2 separate regions of the Mus musculus genome follow, and region 2 is linked to region 1. The links are chromatin contacts, called in public HiCAR-type maps. All regions are on one chromosome and are shown on one strand. Each heading gives the region's core, a stretch centred on a gene start, on an enhancer-like site or on the middle of the called end of the contact. The rest is flanking DNA. Distances are from core to core; before and after follow the strand shown.

Region 1 (5,220 bases), core at 1,746-4,245:
GGGTCTGCAGAAAGGCTGGGGACTGGCCCTGAGGGTGCCAGGTCTCTTGTTGCTTCTCTCCATTGTTTAGAACCATTTCTCTCCAGCCACAGTGGCCAATCACTGGAAGCCTTACAGTTCCCTCGAAGAGTCTGAGGAAAACCAAAACTTGGATTTCCGTAAGGCCAGATCAGCCACTTGAATAGGTGTGCAAAATGTATGCATTGAAAATAATCAGAAAAAAAAAAACATAATAAAAGTCACAGAATTAGTTGTCTCAAGAACAGACAAAAGACTGGGCCTTATAGACCAACGCCATTTTTCTGCCTCAGTGGTGACAATTTTAAAAGAATAAAGGTCAGTATATGTTTACTGTTGGGTGATATATTATCAAAGTGTTAAGAACACAAACCTTGGTGGCTGAGAGGGGGACAGTGAGTGGAATGTAAAGTGAATAAGTAAAAAAAAATAAAACAAAATAAAAAGAACACAAAACTTAGACTAAATAAGGGGAAGTACTATGGTCTGAGTATATGTGTCTCCCCACCCTGAAAATTCATAGGTTGGAATCTATTACCCAGGAAGGTGGGACCTTGGAAAGCGACCAGGTCCTAAAGGCTGTGCCCCTGTGGGTGGGATTAGTGTGCCGCAGAAGATGAAGACAGCTCTTGTGTCCCCTTCCTCCACACGAGGGTGCAGGAGCGGGGCACCCCTGAGGTCCAGAGAGCAAGGATCAGCACAATGAGTCTGATGGTGCCTTCATCTTGGACAGCCCAGAATTGTGAGCAGTAACTTTCTGTGGTTACCCAGCCTATGGCATTTAGTCTTAGTAGCCAGAATGAGCTAAGATTGGAGGTAAATCATACTTTACGTGTGGCATAAATGTTCAATGATGTCTCTCTCTCTCTCTCTCTCTCTCTCTCTCTCTCTCTCTCTCTCTCTCTCTCTCTCTTTGTGTGTGTGTGTGTGTGTGTGTGTGTGTGTGTGTGTGTGACCATGCAAGTTTGCAGCATGAATTTGGGATCCTACGGATTCCTGGGAACGGAAGAGGGGATCTGTTTCCGCTGCTCTCAAAGACATTCAAGATACACTTGTAGGAGAAGACAGACTTCCTCACCTAGGGAATTGGGTAGCTATAGACCTAGGCCTTCAAAACAAAGCAACAAACCAGGGCATGTTGAGTAGCTGGGAAAGGCACTTGCCACCAAGCCTGATGATGTGAGTTCAGTCTCTAGGACCCACATGGCACATGAAGAGAACTGATTCCTGGAAGTCTTCTAACTTCCAAGCACAAATCAATAGATTTAATGATAAACTTTATTAGAGATAACTTAAAAATTATGTGACAAAGATAAGAGATCCAGCCAATAAATGGCACATACCCTGACCATGTGACCATTCACAATGGCTATTAAACATATAAAAGGAAATGCCAGAAGAGAGGCACAGTCAAAGAGACACTTCTAAATCCCCTGGGAGCATGCTACAGTATCAGTGACCCTTGGAAACATGCTATGGGAAAGAAGGCAGAGCCCAGAGGTTATATACCACATGGTTACATTTATAGGAAAAATTCAGAATTAGTGTCTATGGAGGAGTTTATTAATGAATGGCCACCTAGGGTATAGGGGTGAGGTGGGAAGACAGAAGGTGATAGCTAACAAGTATCTGTGTGTGTATGCGTGAGTGAGTGCGTGTGTGTGTGTGTGTGTGTGTGTGTGTGTGTTGGTGCTGGTGTGCACAGTGATGAGATTTGCTAACACTGATTCTGATGCTGGTGGTCTGTACTCTGTGGATATACTAAGAGCTACAGAATCGAACACATACAATATAGCATTAGAGGGTGACTTTGGGATCAGTAAAGCTACTATCCTTTTAGGGCCAGGGGCACAGCTCTGGTAGGGCACACACCCTGTAGGCACGAGGTCCTGAGTTTGATCCTCAAAATCAACCACGACATTTGCCTGAAAAATCCAGAGGACAAATGCTGAGAGGAAAGTCAACAGATGAAATAAAGAACAGGCGCGTGTTCCCGCAGGGGGAGGGTGGATATGGAGAGGCGCCTTGGATCTTGTCTTTGCCAGTTGTTGCAGATGAGATCACAATGCGGTCACTCTTTAGGATTAATGAGATAATCTCTACAAAATGTACAGTTGAGGACCGAAAGTCTCTATTGCTTGAAGCAGCATGTTAATTAGGCTGGATGGTAGACATGTGGATGTTCCCCGTATATTACTTTTTATCGATAAAGAACATAGGGTTTTTTTTTTTTATGTTGTTTTGGTTGGTTTGGGTTTTGTTGTTGTTGTTTGCATGTAGCTTTTTTGTTTTGTGAGGCAGGGTCTCACACTGTAACCCTGACTGGCCTTGAACTGGAAGTGATCCTCCTGTCTCTGCCTCCAGAGACCTGGGATTGGTAGAAGCTACCACACGCAGCCTTACCACACAAGTTTGAAAACTGACTGTGGTGTGCCTGCAAGAAGGCTCAGTGGGTAACGAAGCTGCAGGCAGGCCTGGTGACCTGACTGTAAGCCCTGAGACCCACATGGTGGAAGGTGAGAACTGGCAAACTGTCATCTCTGTGGCTGCGCTCTCTCTCTCTCTCTCACACACACACACACACACACACATCAGATCACATACATATCAAATGTATATCAAAAAAACCCAAACCTTAAGGTAAACTGATCATAGTGCCAAGAAGGCAGCTTGTGATGACTGCATGCTTCGGTATGTTGAGTCTTGATCGGAGCCCTTACATAACACACACACACCGATTAAAAACAGAAAAAGACCATCGAGGCATGGAGGCTCCTCCCATCCTTGCATCCAGAAGGGAGAGGCAGGTGGATCTCTAGGAGCTAGAGGGCAGCCTGGTCTATATAAAGAGTTCCAGGCCAGCCAGGGCTGCAAGCTGAGGCCCTATCTCAAAACAAAAGCCAAGGAAAGCAGAGCAGCAGAACACAGGCTGCAGATCTGGAATCTCCACTGTTCTCATGGCAACAGCATTCCCTCCCAGCTACAAGAAGCTTGGCCTGGGCGCTCACTAATCCCTTTGCTGGGAAGAGCTTCCAGCTCAGTTAGGGCCTTCCTTGCTGGCTAACCTAGTAAGCTTTAACACTGGGCGCTGGGGAAGAGCAATGTGATTTGCTCAGCCATGCTAGCCCAGCACTCAGCTAACTGCCCTGAAGGACACTATACATCCGGTCTGATCAGTACCAATAGGGGCGTGGACTCATTTTCAAAGCCCAGTGAAATTGCTTTCCACACTGTTGATTGGCTTCACTCAAGGAAGAGTTTGTCCTCTGTCCCACGGTGCCTGCTGGTCTAGAAACAGAGGCCTGGCCACTCATCTAAGACTTTATTCTCTGGTTTAGTTAACTGACTTTTGAGAGAAGTGCTAGGCTAGGCTTTAACAATCATCTACCCTGTGGTATGACGGCTCATCAACAGAAAAAAAAAAAAAAAAAAAAAGAGCTTTGTAAGTGGTATAAGCCTGTAATCCTGGTCTCCAGGAGGCTAAAGAAGTAGCATCATGAGGTTAAGGCCAGCCTGGGCTACAGAGTAAGACTGTCAGAAAAAAAAGAAAAGATAAAAATGCCACTGCCACATTTTCTTTCCTCTTTGCCCAGAGTTCAACATCGCTATTTCTCCTACTATCAGCCAATCAAAAATCGGCCATTAATCATCCATAAGTAAAACATGATTAAGGGATAAATTCAGTGTTAGCCAAACCCTCAGGACATCTTAGACTTCACCTATAAACAAGAATCCACACCTAGAAAGAGCAAAGGAATCCAGTTTCTGATTCTTGCTTAACCACTTAGGTCACAGGTCAGATAAGAGAACAGGCCAGTTTATGACCAAAATCCTCTACACAGCACAGAAATAATTAGCTGTTTGGAAAACAAAATGTACAACCTTCTTGTTTCTTTTTCTTTTCCCAGATAAGGCCTCATTTAGCCCGGGCTAGCCTCAAACCCAGATGTAGCCAAAGATGACCCTGAAATTCTGATTCTCCTAGGTTAGCCACCCTGGTCTGGGAGTCACAGGCACGCATTACAATCCTCTCCACGACAAAAGATGCTCAGCTTTCAGGAGATCACAGGTATGCATATGCTGTGGTCAGCATGAGTTAGGAAGCTTCCTAGCCAAATGGAAACTAAAACCACCAATATATTTCTCGTTTACACAAAAGTGAAACAATCACAGCATCTAGTTACAATATGAGAGAGGAGTAGACTTTTGTAGACACATGTAAGCAAGGGCTTTACTTCTGTCTATCATTTATCATTCATAAAAAATAAATTGAGCCAAATAAGTCTCCTCCATGAGAAAGCACACCCACCCATGATGTACAAGCAAACACACAAGCCTGGCCTTCCCCCCACACAAGGCAAGGGTCCAGCTGACACGCATCATGACAGAGAAGCCTGGAGCAATTGCTCCTCTGACCCCAGGGACATCTTCTCTGAATTAAAACTTCTCAGGTCATTGACCTCATCGTCTCAGGCTCCATAAGCAAGTGAGAAGGTTTTTGTGAAGACCTCCAGCTAATCCAACTAGAAATCATTAACGTTTTCAGGACCAAAATGGACTACGAAAGCCTCAGGCAAACCACTTTATCAACTGTGAAACAGATATTGCTCGGAACATTTGCTGAGCTGCAAGCTTAGATGTGTCAGCCAGTCTAAATCCAATGTAATGCTTACACCTTAAAAACAGAAGCCTCCGAGCTCTACAAAAATCACAATCTCAGCCTCTGGCTTTGGAATTTTTGCCAATTGCTACAATATACTTATAGTCTCTTTGTGTTCCTTGCAGCCTCATAAAAAGGCTTATGGAAATGCAATGGCACACTCATAGCTACACATAAAACTGAAGGGCCCAATTAACTTTACAGTTTCAGAGAAGAGCAATGGACAGGAACTACACCTGCTATTACATTTCCTTTGATACTTAAACAAACAAACTTAGGAATTAAAAAAAGTCTAGAAGGGGGGCTGGAGAACTGGCTCAGCTGCTAAGAGCACTTGTTGCTCTTATAAAGGACTCAGGTTCCAGCACTCACATGGTGGCTCACAAACATCTATAACTCCAGTTCCAGGGGATCTGAAACCTCCTTCTGTCCACCAACGGCACATAGATGTACCCAGTGCACTTCCACGTGCACAAGCAAAACAGAACACTTTAAAATTACATATATTGCTCTTATGTTCTTGCCTCTTTCTTGCCTCCTGC
Region 2 (5,220 bases), core at 1,315-3,814, 520 kb after region 1:
CAGCCTCTTGCGTCTTATCTTTAAATATTTTCCAATATGTTGAAATCTTCAGGGAGTTACTCCAGTACAACTTTGCAACTCGGTGGAAGGTGGCCATGGTGGCTCAACTTTAATCCAGCCCTGGGAGGCTGAGGGAAGAAAGATGGTGCATTAGAGGAAATTCCTGCCTCAGAAATCCTGCCCTCCCCCCAAAACACGGGAAAAATAACAAAACTTAGTAGAAGTCGCTGTCTAGTGGCTCTAAGGCAAGCAGTTTGAACAGTGACTTTTCCTAGTGCCAAACTCTAGACACTGGCCCCATGTTTGTAGTCTCTCCTTTGGACCTGATATGGGAACAGGGTTTTGGATGCTGCTCTTGTTAGTTTCCATTGCTCCTGCCCCTACAAGGCCTGACTCGCTTCCCCGCTCCCACCCCAGCCTGTCTGTAGAGTGCAGAGCTGCTGCTGTAGTTCAGGCTTCTACTTATGAGCATGGTGGTACACACCTTTCATCCCAGGCAGAGATAGGTGGAGCTCTGAGTTCTAGGACAGCCTGGCACTACACAGGGAAACCCTGTCTCTGGGAGAGGGAGAGAGACACACAGACAGACAGACAGACAGATGTCTCTGAGAGAGAGGGACATACACACAGAGACAGAGAGACAGAGTCTTGAGAGTATGGCAGCAGCAGAGAGACAGTGGCATACCTGCAGCCCTGGTCCTTGGAGTTGACTTGGTGCCCACAGAGCAGTAATGCACACAGAGCACCTGGTTCCCTTACTAAACCCGTCTGGGCAGCCAGGCGCCCAGCCCTTCCTGTGAGGAACCGGGAGGAAGCTTTGGATTTATACAAAAGCCAGATTTTGGCACGCGTTTTGAGGGGTTGGTTGAAATGGGCTATTCTTCCAGAACCTACAAGCACCTGGCAGCTCAAGAATCAATGTGTGCCTAGCATTTAACCTACACCATGACCTAAAATGACTTAGATTAGAAGTAGACGGTTGTCCCCGGTGTCCTTGTTTGCATACTGGTCTAGTTTTGCTCATTTATTTGTTCTTCACAGACATAGCTTGAACTAATGGACTGTGACTGTATATAAAGCTGATTCCAAGTGAGATTAAGAGCCTTTTTGCTAATCTCTGAACCAGGGTAACTGTGAGAAATGGGTCCCCAATGGTTGCTGAGTGTTGGGGTGACTTTATTCATCTGTTTCTGGGACCTGCCGTTGTATTGGATTAGCTCGCAGTATAGCCTTGAAATGCAGAGTGGTGCAACAGGCGCCCTCTGCTGGCAGGCCATTCCCTTTTGTAGCCACCCACTCCTGCAGCCGGTGTGGATCCTCTTCCCTCCCTCCCAGAAGGTATCTGAAATGGAAACAGGATGCTTAAGAAGCCGTGTGGGCAGAGTCTGGGGTAGGCACCCTTTCAACTGGCATTATCCTTTATAGATGTATGCCTCTTAACATTGTCTTTATGCCTGACAACCTGGCTCCTTCCTTTATTCTATGCAGTCCGCCACTTCCTTCTCTGTCCAATGCCTGTGCCCCACCGGGGATGGAGGAGAGAAGGGTTGGAGAAAGCCCTTGGCTCTGAAGACCTGTGGCTGTGCATGGAGTAACCTCCACAGTCTGTTATTGTTTAAACGTGTGTGTGTGTGTGTGTGTGTGTGTGTGTGTGTGCGTGCGTGCGCGAGAGAGAGAGAGAGAGAGAGAGAGAGAGAGAGAGAGAGCCCGCGTGCACGCCCCCCCCCCCCCCCCCGCCCGCGGAAGCCAGAAAAGGGCTTTGGAGTTATAGGCATTAGACTTGATGATGCTGGACTCCGAACTTTGCTCCTCTGGGAAAGAACAGGCAGGTGCACTAACCACTGAGTCATCCCTCCAGCCTCTGCACAGCTTGTTCATGTTGCTGGAAACCTTTGAAGTGCCTATCCCATGTAGGGACCCAGAAAGGCTCAAGAGATGGCTGCATCCTTAGGCTCTGCGGGCCTCCTCTCCTACCTCTCTCCCCTGAGCCTGTCTTCTCACCAGGCTGTCTGTCCATCTTCAACTCCACTTACCAAATCACCAGACTCCAGTCTCCTACGGCGGCTATCTCAGTGCTTCTTAACTTGTGGGTCGTGACCCCTTCAGGGGTCAAACAACCCTTTCTTTCACTAGGTTCAAATATCAGATATTTACATTATGTTTCATAACAGTAGCAGAATTACAGTTATGAAGTAGCAACAAAGATAATGTTATGGTTGGGGGTCACCATAACATGAGGAACCGTACTAAAGGGTGGTGGCATTAGGAGTGTTGAGACCCACTGCTCTAGCTCCTCCCTTGGAAGCAAAGCCAGTCTTGCCTGTTCTCTGCTGTCCCTCCTAGGTCTCTTCTGCTGTCATTTCCTGGTAGCACTCTCTCTACAAAGCACTTGCCCTCTCCCTCCCAGTCCTTTTCTGAGCTAGCTACTTCTGGATCAGGTGGAGCCACACTGGAGTTTTAGGAGATGGAAGCTACCTGGGAGGCCGTCCCTTATGCATCCTGGGGCAGTACTTGTTGAAGCAGTAATTGGCTGTAGGAGGAGCTTGGTAAACAGGAAGTAGCCTGCCACCCTTAGCAGCCTCCTTGGGTGTGTGTAAGAGGAAGTGGTTAGAGGAGGGAAAGCTGTCTAGGCTGTCGGAGCTGCCCTTTGAGTCTCCTCTTGGCAGTTGGTTACCTTTACCCACCATTGGGCCTGGGTTCTTTTTCCCTTCGCCTGCTGGGAGTCAGACTTAAATCTGTCAGTATGCCAGTGGTTTTTATTTCAGTGTGTCATTGTTATAGGCTGGCTTTTGTGCTAAACGTTTTAGTTGTTCAGTTTTGTTTCTTGGGGAGCATTCATTACGCAGGGACAGGGACACTGTTTCTAGGTAATCTTTGTCCTGCCTGGCACCTGGCTGTGAGGTCCAGAGGCCTCATAATTAATCTCTGTCAAGGCCTCGATTTCCTATCAAATGGGAGGGTGCAGGCTCCTTAGCTTCTGTTTACTCATGGTTCAGCTCATTGTTTGTTTCTCTAGCCACCCCAGCACAGGGTCCATCCCACATCTGCCAAGCATCAAAACCCATTCTCTGCACATTCTAGGCCACCTCGTCTCTCAGGTATTGTGAGCTCCTGCAGGGACAGTGTTACTTGGATACCTGGTGGGCCTATGCAGACCCCTGCACCCTGGCTTCTCTATACCCCCTATTGATTGATAAATTTGGGGACCCGGGGGGCAATTGCTTCCCTAAGTCTCCACTTCAGTTCCGTTGCTTTGGTGTGTGCGGGTTCATCATTTCCAATGTAGACTTGGAACTAGAAGTGGGCAGTGCGAACTGCCTCAGGTGAGGAGATGGGTTATCTGTCTGGTAGGAAGGGCAGCCACTGTCCCCATGGAAGCCATCGTCATGCTCCTGTTTCTCCTGGGCAGATGTGATCCCCTTCCCCCTGTTGCACCTGCAGCAGCATAGCCGTTAGTGTATTTACTTTTTAACTGGGATCCATCCCAGCAAGGAAGAGGTAGTGGGGATGTTAGCTAGAGTTGGTTTTTGTTGTTCATTTTGCACCTGACCCTGCAGGCTTCCCAGTGCACTTTGCTGATGTTAGCTAGCGTTGGTTTTTGTTGTTCCTTTTGCACCTGACCCTGCAGGCTTCCCAGTGCACTTTGCTCCCTTCAGAGGGTTTATTGTTTGTTCCCAGCTGGCTTTCCATCTCCAGCCCATACCTCAAAGCTCTGGTTTCCACTTCTCTGTGTGGTCCGGTGTGTGTTCTTTCTTTCTGTCTCTTGTATTGTTTGTTTCTTACCCTAGAGGTTGTAAACCACGTGACCAGCCAGCCCCTCTGCTAATGAAGTGAAAGCTCTCCGCTGCCTGCCGATCATGAGTTGGGATTAGGAGCCACTCCTTGGGGAAAGTCTGGGGTGGAGAGAAGAGGAATGTCCCACCCACAGCTGCCACTTCATTTCTCAGCCTTTGTGGGAGACTGGTTGATATGGGGGAGCTTGTATCATGTACCCATGAGACAGAACATCACGTGTTGCACTTTAAATAGATGGAGATTCTCCTTGTCAACTATATCCTCAATAGAGCTGAAGAAAAAGAAAAAGGGAAGAGATTAATTGTGACATGGGCAAGAGTTGGATTCTTAATCTGTAGATACAGTGTTGCAAAGCTAGGTGTAGTCAAAGTGTTCCCTGGAGGATACCTGTCTTAGTCAGGGTTTCTATTCCTGCCCAAAACATTACGACCAAGAAGCAAGTTGGGGAGGAAAGGGTTTATTCGGCTTACACTTCCATACTGCTGTTGATCACCAAGGAAGTCAGGACTGGAACTCAAGCAGGTCAGGAAGCAGGAGCTGATGCAGAGGCCATGGAGGGATGTTCCTTCCTGGCTTGCTTCCCCTGGTTTATTCTGCCTGCTCTCTTATAGAACCCAAGACTACCAGCCCAGAGATGGCACCACCCACAAGGGGCCTTTCCCCCTTGATCACTAATTGAGAAAATGCCTTACAGCTGGATCTTATGGAGGCATTTCCTCAAGGGAAGCTCCTTTCTCTGTGATAACTCCAGCTTGTGTCAAGTTGACACACAAAACCAGCCAGTACAGTACCTGGGGGGGGGGGGGGGGGGGGGGAGGCAGCGTTGGAAACAGATGTGTACCTACTAGATAGAACATGATGGCTGCTTCCCACCTAGAGTTGAGAGAGAAAACTGTTCTGTGAGTCACATGGTCTATGCTTGTTCTATGAAGAGTGTCTTCCGATACCAGCATTGCGCCCAGCTACCTGCCAGTTCTGTAAGGGACAGGCTCACTCTCCTCTGTTTGACACCAGGTGTCATTCCGTCTCAGCTGTGAGACCTGTGCCCCGGAAGCCTCTATCTTTGTTCTCTTCCACTCCTCAGCAGCTGTGGGACTCGTGGGCTGCAGGGCAGAGAATGATGCCCACAGCTCTGGCTAGACTTTAAAATATGCAACATTCAAGTCCCTAAGTTCTTTCTGTTTTGTCACCAGGTTGCTTGTGGGGGCACCTCGGGCAGAAGCACTCCCGCTGCAGAGGGCGAACAGAACAGGGGGCCTGTACAGCTGTGACATCACCTCCCGGGGACCTTGTACACGGATTGAATTTGATAATGACGGTGTGTTCTGCCCTCACTGTTCGTTTGGCCAGCCTGTCTGTGCCATGTGACACTTGCCACCAGATAGGACAGGAAACAAAGCATTTATTCCTGCAGAGAAGGCCTCT

The links. HiCAR-type assays count read pairs that join an accessible place to other places.
Region 2: a HiCAR-type map of astrocytes shows a contact between it and region 1, with 4 times the contacts expected there. The contact joins two enhancer-like sites. A contact is called at or near these places in 1 of 15 datasets of contacts at CTCF or cohesin (large pre-B cells), 3 of 484 Hi-C or Micro-C datasets (bone marrow-derived macrophages, cortical neurons and embryonic fibroblasts), 4 of 115 datasets of contacts at active chromatin or transcription factors (T-cell acute lymphoblastic leukemia, astrocytes, embryonic basal ganglia and 1 more) and 1 of 9 other capture datasets (adipose tissue).

What each region holds. Positions count from the first base shown.
Region 1 is chr2:71,287,281-71,292,500 of GRCm38.p6, forward strand. All of the region lies in intron 13 of Slc25a12 (solute carrier family 25 (mitochondrial carrier, Aralar), member 12), which reads right to left. Among named protein-coding and RNA genes, the nearest start is that of Slc25a12, 78 kb to the right of the region's middle. Within about 2 kb of position 2,996, at least 58 of the 459 cell types and tissues checked have an H3K27ac peak or open chromatin away from gene starts, as enhancers often do. A contact at or near this core is called in astrocytes and embryonic stem cells, where this site is marked.
Region 2 is chr2:71,811,642-71,816,861 of GRCm38.p6, forward strand. Itga6 (integrin alpha 6) reads left to right here. Exons shown (of 26, transcript NM_008397.4): 2 at 4,989-5,113. Among named protein-coding and RNA genes, the nearest start is that of Itga6, 27 kb to the left of the region's middle. Within about 2 kb of position 2,565, at least 203 of the 459 cell types and tissues checked have an H3K27ac peak or open chromatin away from gene starts, as enhancers often do. A contact at or near this core is called in astrocytes and embryonic stem cells, where this site is marked.